3 separate regions of the Mus musculus genome follow, and regions 1 and 3 are each linked to region 2. Evidence: chromatin contacts called from public Hi-C and HiChIP or PLAC-seq data. All regions are on one chromosome and are shown on one strand. Each heading gives the region's core, a stretch centred on a gene start, on an enhancer-like site or on the middle of the called end of the contact. The rest is flanking DNA. Distances are from core to core; before and after follow the strand shown. Region 1 overlaps Etnk1 (ethanolamine kinase 1). Region 2 has its middle 23 kb from the start of St8sia1. Region 3 overlaps Gm31108 (predicted gene, 31108).

What was found. A called contact is a pair of places that touch in the nucleus more often than the background predicts. HiChIP or PLAC-seq counts read pairs in DNA pulled down with a chosen protein or histone mark.
Region 1: a contact with region 2 is called in a Hi-C map of embryonic stem cells, with 1.7 times the contacts expected there. The contact joins two enhancer-like sites. A contact is called at or near these places in 3 of 15 datasets of contacts at CTCF or cohesin (the NIH/3T3 cell line, large pre-B cells and pro-B cells), 15 of 484 Hi-C or Micro-C datasets (the AML12 cell line, B cells, CD4 T cells and 10 more) and 3 of 115 datasets of contacts at active chromatin or transcription factors (embryonic stem cells and microglia).
Region 3: an H3K27ac HiChIP or PLAC-seq map of embryonic stem cells shows a contact between it and region 2, with 22 read pairs. The contact joins two enhancer-like sites. A contact is called at or near these places in 1 of 15 datasets of contacts at CTCF or cohesin (the NIH/3T3 cell line), 2 of 484 Hi-C or Micro-C datasets (both in embryonic stem cells) and 5 of 115 datasets of contacts at active chromatin or transcription factors (bone marrow-derived macrophages and embryonic stem cells).

The regions. Positions count from the first base shown.
Region 1 is chr6:143,189,787-143,193,190 of GRCm38.p6, reverse strand. The region is part of intron 4 of Etnk1 (ethanolamine kinase 1); the gene reads right to left. Among named protein-coding and RNA genes, the nearest start is that of Etnk1, 24 kb to the right of the region's middle. Within about 2 kb of position 1,865, at least 42 of the 459 cell types and tissues checked have an H3K27ac peak or open chromatin away from gene starts, as enhancers often do. A contact at or near this core is called in embryonic stem cells, where this site is marked.
Region 2 is chr6:142,985,528-142,988,580 of GRCm38.p6, reverse strand. It overlaps a transcript of St8sia1 not described here. Among named protein-coding and RNA genes, the nearest start is that of St8sia1, 23 kb to the right of the region's middle. Within about 2 kb of position 1,665, at least 6 of the 459 cell types and tissues checked have an H3K27ac peak or open chromatin away from gene starts, as enhancers often do. A contact at or near this core is called in embryonic stem cells, where this site is marked.
Region 3 is chr6:143,142,296-143,145,231 of GRCm38.p6, reverse strand. The region is part of intron 5 of Gm31108 (predicted gene, 31108); the gene reads left to right. Among named protein-coding and RNA genes, the nearest start is that of Gm38921, 3.3 kb to the left of the region's middle. Within about 2 kb of position 1,266, at least 35 of the 459 cell types and tissues checked have an H3K27ac peak or open chromatin away from gene starts, as enhancers often do. A contact at or near this core is called in embryonic stem cells, where this site is marked.

The DNA of each region.
Region 1 (3,404 bases), core at 616-3,115, 200 kb before region 2:
AGTTAAAATAGCAGGTAGAAACAGTCCCGCTTATACACATAACTTAACTAAAACATAAATCATTTTAAGAAAAGTTAAAATCTGTTTCAACATGAAAAGTTTTAGCAGTGACTTTTGTAGTAGCGTTAACTCATTAACACTGGCCTTTACGTTTAAAAGCTATGTTGAGTTTATAATGAAATCTAAAGATAAGAAAATGAAGCTAACAAAATACAGATGGGGCTGTTACCAGGCTCCGTGCATGTGAACAAGTGAGGCGACAAAGCTCCAGTCAGTGCGTTTAAGAAGCACGGGGCGCCGCCACATGGCAGCAGCAATGGCATACCTAATCTGTAGCAGATGAAGAGAATTTGGCAAACTCACATTGTACAAGACACAAAGCTTTAAAGGAAAGAAATGTTTAAAATCTGCATTAACTATTCTGTTTCAAATCATTACAAAGTGGAACTCAACCTTAAATTTAAGATTCTGCAACAATGTAAAATTAAAGAGGTCTTATGATCTTTAGGGTGCCAGAAAAATCAAATTACAGCACTGGGAAATATTCTCCTAGCAACAGAACATGTTGTTTCTTTTCACCGTGAGTTTAATTTTTTTTAATATTTCCCAGTATTAATAATGTCCATTACTCTTAATAACTAATTCCTTCAGACAAGAATTTCTCCTTGAGGTCTCAAAGGTGAACAGATAATGAAAACACACCCTAGAATCTGATGTGCACACTCACTTCCCAAGGAGGGGCTTCTAGATCATCCAGATTCTCAGGGCATCCTTAACCTTTAAAAAAAATGATCAGCTTAAAGGCTAGCATTGATTTTTATAATCTTTAAATAATTGCACCAGTGACACACAACACAAAGCAAATAATGGATGAATTTGAATTTTCAAAAATATTTTTGATTTTTTTTACTACTGCTTGAAGCCCTCACCACTGTAGGAAAAATCCAGTTAAACTGGTCAAATCTCAATGCAAGAAAACTAGTCTTCCATTTATTAAAGCATGTTAAAGCCAAAAACGAACTAAACAAGGCTATATAATTATAACAAGACACATGTCTTGACCTTATCTTATTACAAATGAAAAGAAAAGTCACCTATTTGAGAGTCGGACCCTTTCCAGCCCAGCTCTTAGACATGGAGAAACAGCGGTGAGGAAAGTTCACAGGAATTCTGTGTAAGAGCTTGGCAAGAGGATGTGAGCGAGGAAATACCCACCTCCAGCCCAGGCCAGCACACATCACTCTCACTGTAAGAGCAGGGACTGGCAACAGCTGTGTGAGGCTGAGCCTGGGGAGGGACACAAGAGCCCTCGTGGTACATGGGAAGTAGTCAAATGCTAGGAGAGAAATGGAGGCTCTACTACACAGAACACAAGCACAGTAGCAGGAGAGGAAGGGCTGCAAGAGCATTTCCACAAAGGGGAAACACGGCATTTAACATTCTCACCCAGGTATGACTGAAATACAGTGGGCCTAGCGCATGCGTCTGAAAAGGCTCATGCAAACAACTCAGGAAAACCAGTGGGTCACACCCAGGCACACACAGAAAGAGGAGAGAGGGATGCTGGGAAGAAAGGGCTCAGCAGGAATGGGGAAAGAACAAGAGAATACTGGAGGAGGAAGGACCGCCGTACACCAGAAACTGTGACACTGTCAGGCAGTAAAAATAAACACTGAAAACAAACATCCAGCAATCTCAGTCAGTGCTCCTTAATAACTAAGGAATGCAGGGGACTGTTTGTTGGGTTTTAAAACAGGGTCTTGCTCTGTAGCCCTGGCTGCCCTGTCACTCACTACATAGACAGCACAGGTCTCTAACTCACAAAATTTCCATGCCTCAGTCTCCTGCGAGCTAGGATTACAGACATGCACCATTGCGTCTGGCTAGAGTCCTGCTGGACGCTGACTGTCTTGGGCTGCTCTACTCTCACACACAGTAGTCTAGAGTAAATCAATTCAGGATTAGTGTATTCTTCTCGAGAGCACGAGGCTCTCTCCAGGATGGTAGAACTGTTCTGTACTTAAGGGCCTTCAGCTTATAGGGGCAGACACCTGTCAAATTCTACAAGTAGCATGCTTAAAACTTGTTTTTAAAGGCAGGTTTCCACTATGTTGCCTAGGTTACCTTGAATTTCTCAGGCAACAGATATCCCACGCTTTCAGTTTCCCAATGGCTGCAATGCTACTCCACATCACCACCCCCAGCTTGCTATGCTAAGCCTGGCACAGTACACTTCAGTGCATGCTGAGCTCTAAACACACTACACTGTAAAGAACTTGGGGATGGAAACCACGCAGGTCTGCAACTCAGTGAAGATAAAGTAAGAAAGGAAGACAGACTGATGAATGAGCAGGTGAGGTGGGATACAGCACAAACTTGTCAATCGTAGAGACTCTAGGTACCAGGTACAGGGTTAGAAAGAGTTAGGTCTATATCTGTATTTGTAGATATTTAAACTCAGTACTCTATAAACATGGCTTTTATTTTAAAGATATGGTGGTACTCCAAGCAGGCAAGCAAAGGTATATATGTGTATGAATATATTGATTTTTATAAGCAAACTGTTTATATGACTATGTACCTATTTCTGCTTGTTTCATCAGTAACGTTTCAAAGACAAGATTCTGTTTGTTTCTGTTATTTCTTTAATAGGGACTGGGGGAGGAGGAGCCTAAAACCTACCCAAGAATGACCCTGAATTTCCTGTCCTTTGTTTCTACCTTCCAAGTACTGGGATTACAGTACTGGCACACCCACTTACTCGACGCTGGCTGAAGATGGAGGAGGATGGCTGAGGATGGCTGAGGCTCTGTATGTACTAGGTCAGCAGTTAGCAACTGAGCTACATCTGGTACCACAAGGACAGCTCCACTGAGGCTGATCTGTGTCGGTCAAGCAGGAAGGGCTAAGAAATCTCTATAAACCTCCTAGCAAGTCAGATTTGTATTAAATGTTAAAATAAACCCATGGGAAAGATCTTCTACATCACTAAAACAATAAGTTCTGTGTTAGTAAGAGCAGAATGGATCTTGTTTAGAGCCAATCAGAGGACAGTAGTACAGACTTTCCTACCTACCGTGTACAAAACTAAAACCATTCCAATAAAAGGCCTTCATTTTCTTCTACTTTTGTTTTGCCTAAATGCCAATCAACTTCTTGTGTTTTACTGAATAGAAAATGGACAATGATTAACATCCCTTAAATTTAAAGTTATAGTAAGACTTATACATGGGCTCTTATGAAGAAATTGGGATGAGGGTAAGAAACAAATTAACTAAAGTCATTGTCAAAGCAAAGAACCTTCTAACAAAAGTAGAGACAAGCTCTCAATCTTGAAAACTTCATCAATGGCTTCTGATATGTCCCCAACTGAAGAATTAGCTAATATCCAAATAGAATACTAC
Region 2 (3,053 bases), core at 416-2,915:
TCTCTTATCTTAAGTGGGAAGGTCCACATGGGATGATGGCTGAGGATGGCCCCAAGTCAGTGCTATTTGTGTTTGCTGGTCATTCACCAGAGAAGCTCACACTTGATGAAAACATTTCACTGACTGGGTCATCAAGAGCAGTGCTGCTGTTAGTCCCGAGGAGAAGGGCAGAGCCAGGAGTCAGGAACCAGGACCTAGGACCCAAGACCGGGGACTCGGGAGCTGTGAACTTCCTATGAAACTTGAAACTATTACATTAGTGTAGCTGTACGTTGGGACAGCAGTCAAGTTAAAAACTGCAAAGCTAAAATTGAGCCGCTTGAGAGTTTTGATCCACAGAAACTCATTAATGAAGCCACATTATGGTGCTGATTCTGACTTAGAGCGATGTACAGCAGGGCCTTGGATGCTCAGGTATATCTATGGAAGACCCAATAACTCTGTCAACTAGCAGCTAGACTGAACCACCAGTCCTGTCTCAAGGGTAGCAGGATTCTGTGACTCCAGGCCACACCTTCCTCTTCCACCAACTTATTGTTTCATATCTTGTAGGTATGGAAAAATCAAGCTGTTTGATCCAGTTCTGGGTGTAGCACATATACCCCACTGAGCCTCTGACTTTGCCAAAATAGTGCAGCAGGCAAACGCAGAACTGAAAACCCAATTCACTGTTAGGGTCGAGTTCACCTCTGTGCCTGGCAGGAGGTTCTCTTTGCTTTTGTTACATCTCTCTGCACAGGGCTCTCCGGGAGCCACCGTAGCTCAGCCTTAGCAGCCCTCTACTTAGCAGGGCAAGTGACCCAGCTCAGAAATACCCAGGTACAGGTGCACATTTGCATACTTAAAAGGTGGGAGAAAATGAGTGTGGTTGCATAGGCGTGTTTGTGTGGTCCTAGCTTTCAGGAAGTCGAAGCAAGAAGAATATGAGCTCCAGGTCAGACTATGCAGCAAGACCCAGTCTAAACACAGGTAAAGTAACAGAGACAGGCAGGCAGGCAGGCAGGAGCATCTCACATTTCCATTTGTCTTACTTACTTTGCTTTAGAGTAAATCAGCTGATTTGTCCCCTTTTGAACCCATTTTGCTTCTGACATCATTATTGTGCTCAGAAGCAACCTATGTGGCTGTAGCCAAAAGATAGCTTGCTTTGTCTGTCCTTGCAGCCCGACATAAATTGGCTTAGGCGTGGAAAAGTAGTGTCAAAAGCTGGGAAGAACCTGCTTTATGTAGTGTGCTTAAATGCACACCTGCTTTGTTTTGTTTTAAAAACATTTTTCTAAACTTATGGGGTTCTTTTTTTTTAAAAGGATTTATTTATTTTATGTATATGAGTGCACTGTGGCTGTACAGATGGTTGTGAGCCTTCATGTGGTTGTTGGGAATTGAATTTTAGGACCTCTGCTCGTTCTGGTCAACTCCGCTCGCTCTGGTCAGCCCTGCTTGCTCAGGTCCTGCTTGCTCCAACCCAAAGACTTACTATTATTATTAATAAGTACACTGTTGCTGTCTTCAGACACACCAGAAGAGTGTGTCAGATCTCATTACAAGTGGTTGTGAGCCACCATGTGGTTGCTGGGATTTGAACTCAGGACCTTTGAAAGAGCAATCAGTGCTCTTATCAGCTGAGCCATCTCGCCAGCTCAGATGGACTGCCACGCACTCTGGTCGAGTCAGCTTGACAGGCCGAGAGGCTTGGAAGCTACCCACGAGGCAGAAGAGTTTCACAGAGACTCACTCCTAGAGTCTGGCGTTCTCTCTAACCCATACATCAATTTTCCATTCCCGCGTTAGTCTAGTGTATGGATCCACGTGCTCTCTTTTAGTATTATCCTATTATAAGTGCCTTTTAAGATTGAATTCTGACATAGCTAAAGCCTTTGCCAGTGTTCCAACAGTCCTAGAAAGTCCTTGAGCAAGACCATGGGCTTGGAACTCAGTAAGAATGTTGCTATTCAGTGACATTCAGAATTGCCTCTGGTACTACACTATCACTTTGAATAAAAGCTAGGTCACTGCCCTACACAGGAATTTACCATCACCTAGGAAGAAGGAAGTTTCAGACCTAAGGAGAAACCAGAATAGATACTTAGAACTATAGCTGAGTTACACCCATACACAGGTATTTACAATGGCCTAAGGGGAAGGTGGACTATACAATAGACTAAAATAGGAACTATGGCAAGGGCACGAAGCCCTTGACCCTGGCTTCTAAGATTAAGTGAATCTTAGGTGGAGCCCTTGTTGATCCCAGTTGTTAACAATGAATTCTATCCCAGGTGGTTCCTGTTAGACCTTCTGTGTTTGCATTCCTCTGTTTTATGTAAGAATCCAGTAACCTCTTTGTACCTTGCGAGTATGTCACCCAACTTCCTTATTGTCTTCTGTATAAAAAGTTTGATGCTCGATTTGACAAATTACATTCAGATTCTACACAACCTCTCCTGTGTGCATCTGTCAATTCATCCGACGCTTTGCCCACCCGTGACTAGAGACCGGTTCCACACAGACAAAGAGGCCCAGAGGGTCTGCGGCAATGGACACCTGTTAATAGGTGTTTAATCAGCACTTAATAAAGCTTCGGGCATATGTACAAAAATATTGTTTTCAATCTAACATCAGGAGTTATAACAATACATAAAAATGATTCAGGTTACAGATTGTTTTCTGTATTTTTTATTATTATCATCATTCTTTGCTCCTTTTTAAAAATACAGTCTAGTAGTTATCCCCCTCCGGGTTTGACCTCTGACAATTTCTCATCCCATTCCTCCTTCCCCCTCTCCAAGAGGATGTCCCCACAACCCCCCATCCCAGAAAACTTCCTCACTCCCTGGGGCTTCAAGCTGCTCCAGGGTTAGGTGTATCTTCTTGAGTCCAGACCCAGCAGTCCTCTGCTGTTTATGTGTTGGGGTCTCATATTAGCTGGTGTATGCTGTCAGGTTGGTGGCTCAGTGTCTGAGAGATCTTAGGGGTCCAGGTTAATTGAGACTGCTGGTCTTCCTATGGGGTCACCCTCCTCCTCAGCTTCTAGCCTTTCCTTAATTTAACCACAG
Region 3 (2,936 bases), core at 17-2,516, 160 kb before region 2:
GGAACTGCAGTCCTGTCAATATCAGGTGCCCTTAGATACATTAATGAACTCTAGCCCCATGTCAACATCAGAGGAGACTGTGTGAGTACCCAAGGCTTCGTGGGTCAGCAGGAGTCACTGGGAGCCTTAGTCACACAGGCAAAGATCTTTAATTATTTTTATTTTAAATTGTGTGTGTGTGTGTGTGTGAATGTGTGCAGGTGCCTACCTATATAGGCCAGAAGTGTCAGATCACCCTGGAGTTGGAATTACCGGTGGCTGTGAGCCATCCCACGTGGCAGCTGGGAATCACACTCAGGTCCTCTGCAAGACCAGTGTGCACTCCTCCACTGAGGTCTCTCTACCCCATCTCTAACATTTTAAACATGAAGCAAACAAGGCATATGAAAGACCACTAAGAACCACATAAAATTCCACAGATGCACATAAGCCAGCCCTTACAATGATGAATCTTTAGTCATTTTGCCTCTGGATTTTTGCCAGTATGAGTTTAAGCCTTCCCAATTCATTTAACCCCTCCTTTCCTAAAGAAAACCACCGCCCTACACTCGGTGTGTATGCATAAATGTTTTACACACATGAGTCCTGTATAGTGTTATTCTAAACTTTTATAAGTGATACAAATTATTCTGCAAACCACTTTTTAAGATTGAAATTCCATTAAAAATTAAATGAGCTCAGAAGTTTTTAATTAAGCTAATTCATTTATTTTATGTATTTGATTATTTACTTTTAATGCAAGGCCTTTCTTCTGTAGCCCTGGGTGACCTCAGACTTGCTTTGTAGCTCAGGCTGACCTAAAAAATTCCTAACAAGCCTTCTGCCTCAGCCGCCTGGGTGGGATGCTCCGATTCCCTGTTCACTGAAGTTCTTTAGTGAAACAGAATATCCCCTTCTCCACCTATAATAAGATGGGACATTTTGTCTCTGACCCTGTTCCTGCCAGAGAGATGAAACCGTAAGAATTTGGGAATGTTAGGAGTAGGTGTCTCTTGTTCTTAATGAGGCCACTCCTGCGCAGGCGCCTAGAGGCTCAGCATGGGGGATCGATCGTTGTCAGAAAGCCCAGGCCTTAATCAGAAACTTGAAACATTCACTGCCATCTCCAGTGTCTCAGGAGAAGGCAAGGGTTGGAGACTTGAGTTACTCTCCATAATAGCCAGGACCATTCCCCGCACGGTGAAACCTCCGCAGCAATCCACGAAGACGCGCTGTTGAGGTGGCTCAGGGATCACGTGATTTTGGTTCCTAGACCCCACCTTGGAAGGAGCTCGCAAAGTTGCCTGCTGACCTCTGTTGGTCGGCGTTCTGCCCACCTCAGGGCACAGCCGACAGGGAGGCGAAACTCAGGGAGTTTGCTGCCCTCATCCTGCGGCATTGCTGGGCCAGCGCTGGGCTTCAGAGAAGCACGGAGACACTGCTCTGGGAAACTGCTTACTGTTCCACCCAACAGACACGCCGGACAAACAGACTTCTACTCCATGCATTCATATACCACACTTACATCACACACACACTAGCAATAATCATCAACTAGTTCATATAACACACTTACACACATGACACACACACGGAATAATCACCAACTAGATTTAAACCTTAGTCCTCAAAGATCGGGCACAAGACAGCTCCCGCTAAGGCAGAAGGATCACGTTTGCGGTTACCTGGGCAACTTAACGCGCTTATTTTAATAAGCAAATACATAAATAGGTCTGTGTGTAGCTGCGTGGTGGAGTGCTGGCCTAGGGTATGATAGGCTCTAAATTAATCTCCAAAGCCATTAAAATTCCGAAAAGATCTCTCAGGAGGCTTCTCAGAGACAGCAGACCTCAGCATCACAGGACACAGGAGCTTGAAGACTTGAAGTTGGGACTCCTTCAGGCTTACTATTTCCCCCCTGGCTGTTCACTTATCACCTTTATTGTTGTTGTTTTGGTTTGGTTTTTGGTTTTTCGAGACAGGGTTTCTCTGTGTAGCCCTGGCTGTCCTGGAACTCACTCTGTAGACCAGGCTGGCCTCGAACTCAGAAATCCACCTGCCTCTGCCTCCCAAGTGCTGGAACTAAAGGTGTGTGCTACCACTGCCCGGCTCACTTATTGCCCTTTAAATTTTCCTTTCTCTTTATTCAGAGAGAGAGAATCTCATGGAGGCCAGGCTGATCCCAGACTCACTGTATAGCAGAAGGTGACCTTGAGTCCAAGATCCTTCTGCCTCTAACAGAAAAGTGGAGACTGCACACGCTCACTATCACAGTCTCCACTGTCACCTTCATCAGAAGAAAAGAGACAGTGTTGTGCGAACTACTACCTACCTAGGTGGAAAACACATAGAATATTCCAGAAATATTTAAGACTCATGAATTTAAACATAAGACCAAAAGAACCTAGGTCCATTAGGAAATTAGACACTTCTCCCATAACCCAGGCTGGCAGGAACTGTGGGGATCCCCTGCCTCAGTTTCCCATCTGCTGGGATTACATTTGCGAGCAACCACACTGGGCTGAGTAGATTTCTTACTTCCTTAAATAATTCAGTGTAGCAATGGGTCTAATAATCCCTTTGAAGAAGGATTTGACCATAAATGATATATTTTTTTAAATTATAATATTCTCTGGGTGGAAAATTCATGGTCACTACTAATGCTATGTCAGAGCTCAGGCCATGTGTGAGGCATGTGAGGAGATTTCTGAGAGTCTGTGAGAAAGCTCCAAGTAAGCAAGACAAGGGTCTTGACCCCTCTGCTCCTCCGGAGCACAGATTTGTACTGACACAGCACTTTCTTACCCTCCAGGGTGTAGGAAGTACAGGTTTGACTTCAGACTGCCCCAAGTCTTTCCCATTATCATTCAGAATGGCATTTCCAAGAGCTTGTCTTTGTGACTGTACAGCCTCAACTCACGTGACCTTGCCCTTGTGACTGTATACAACTTCAATTG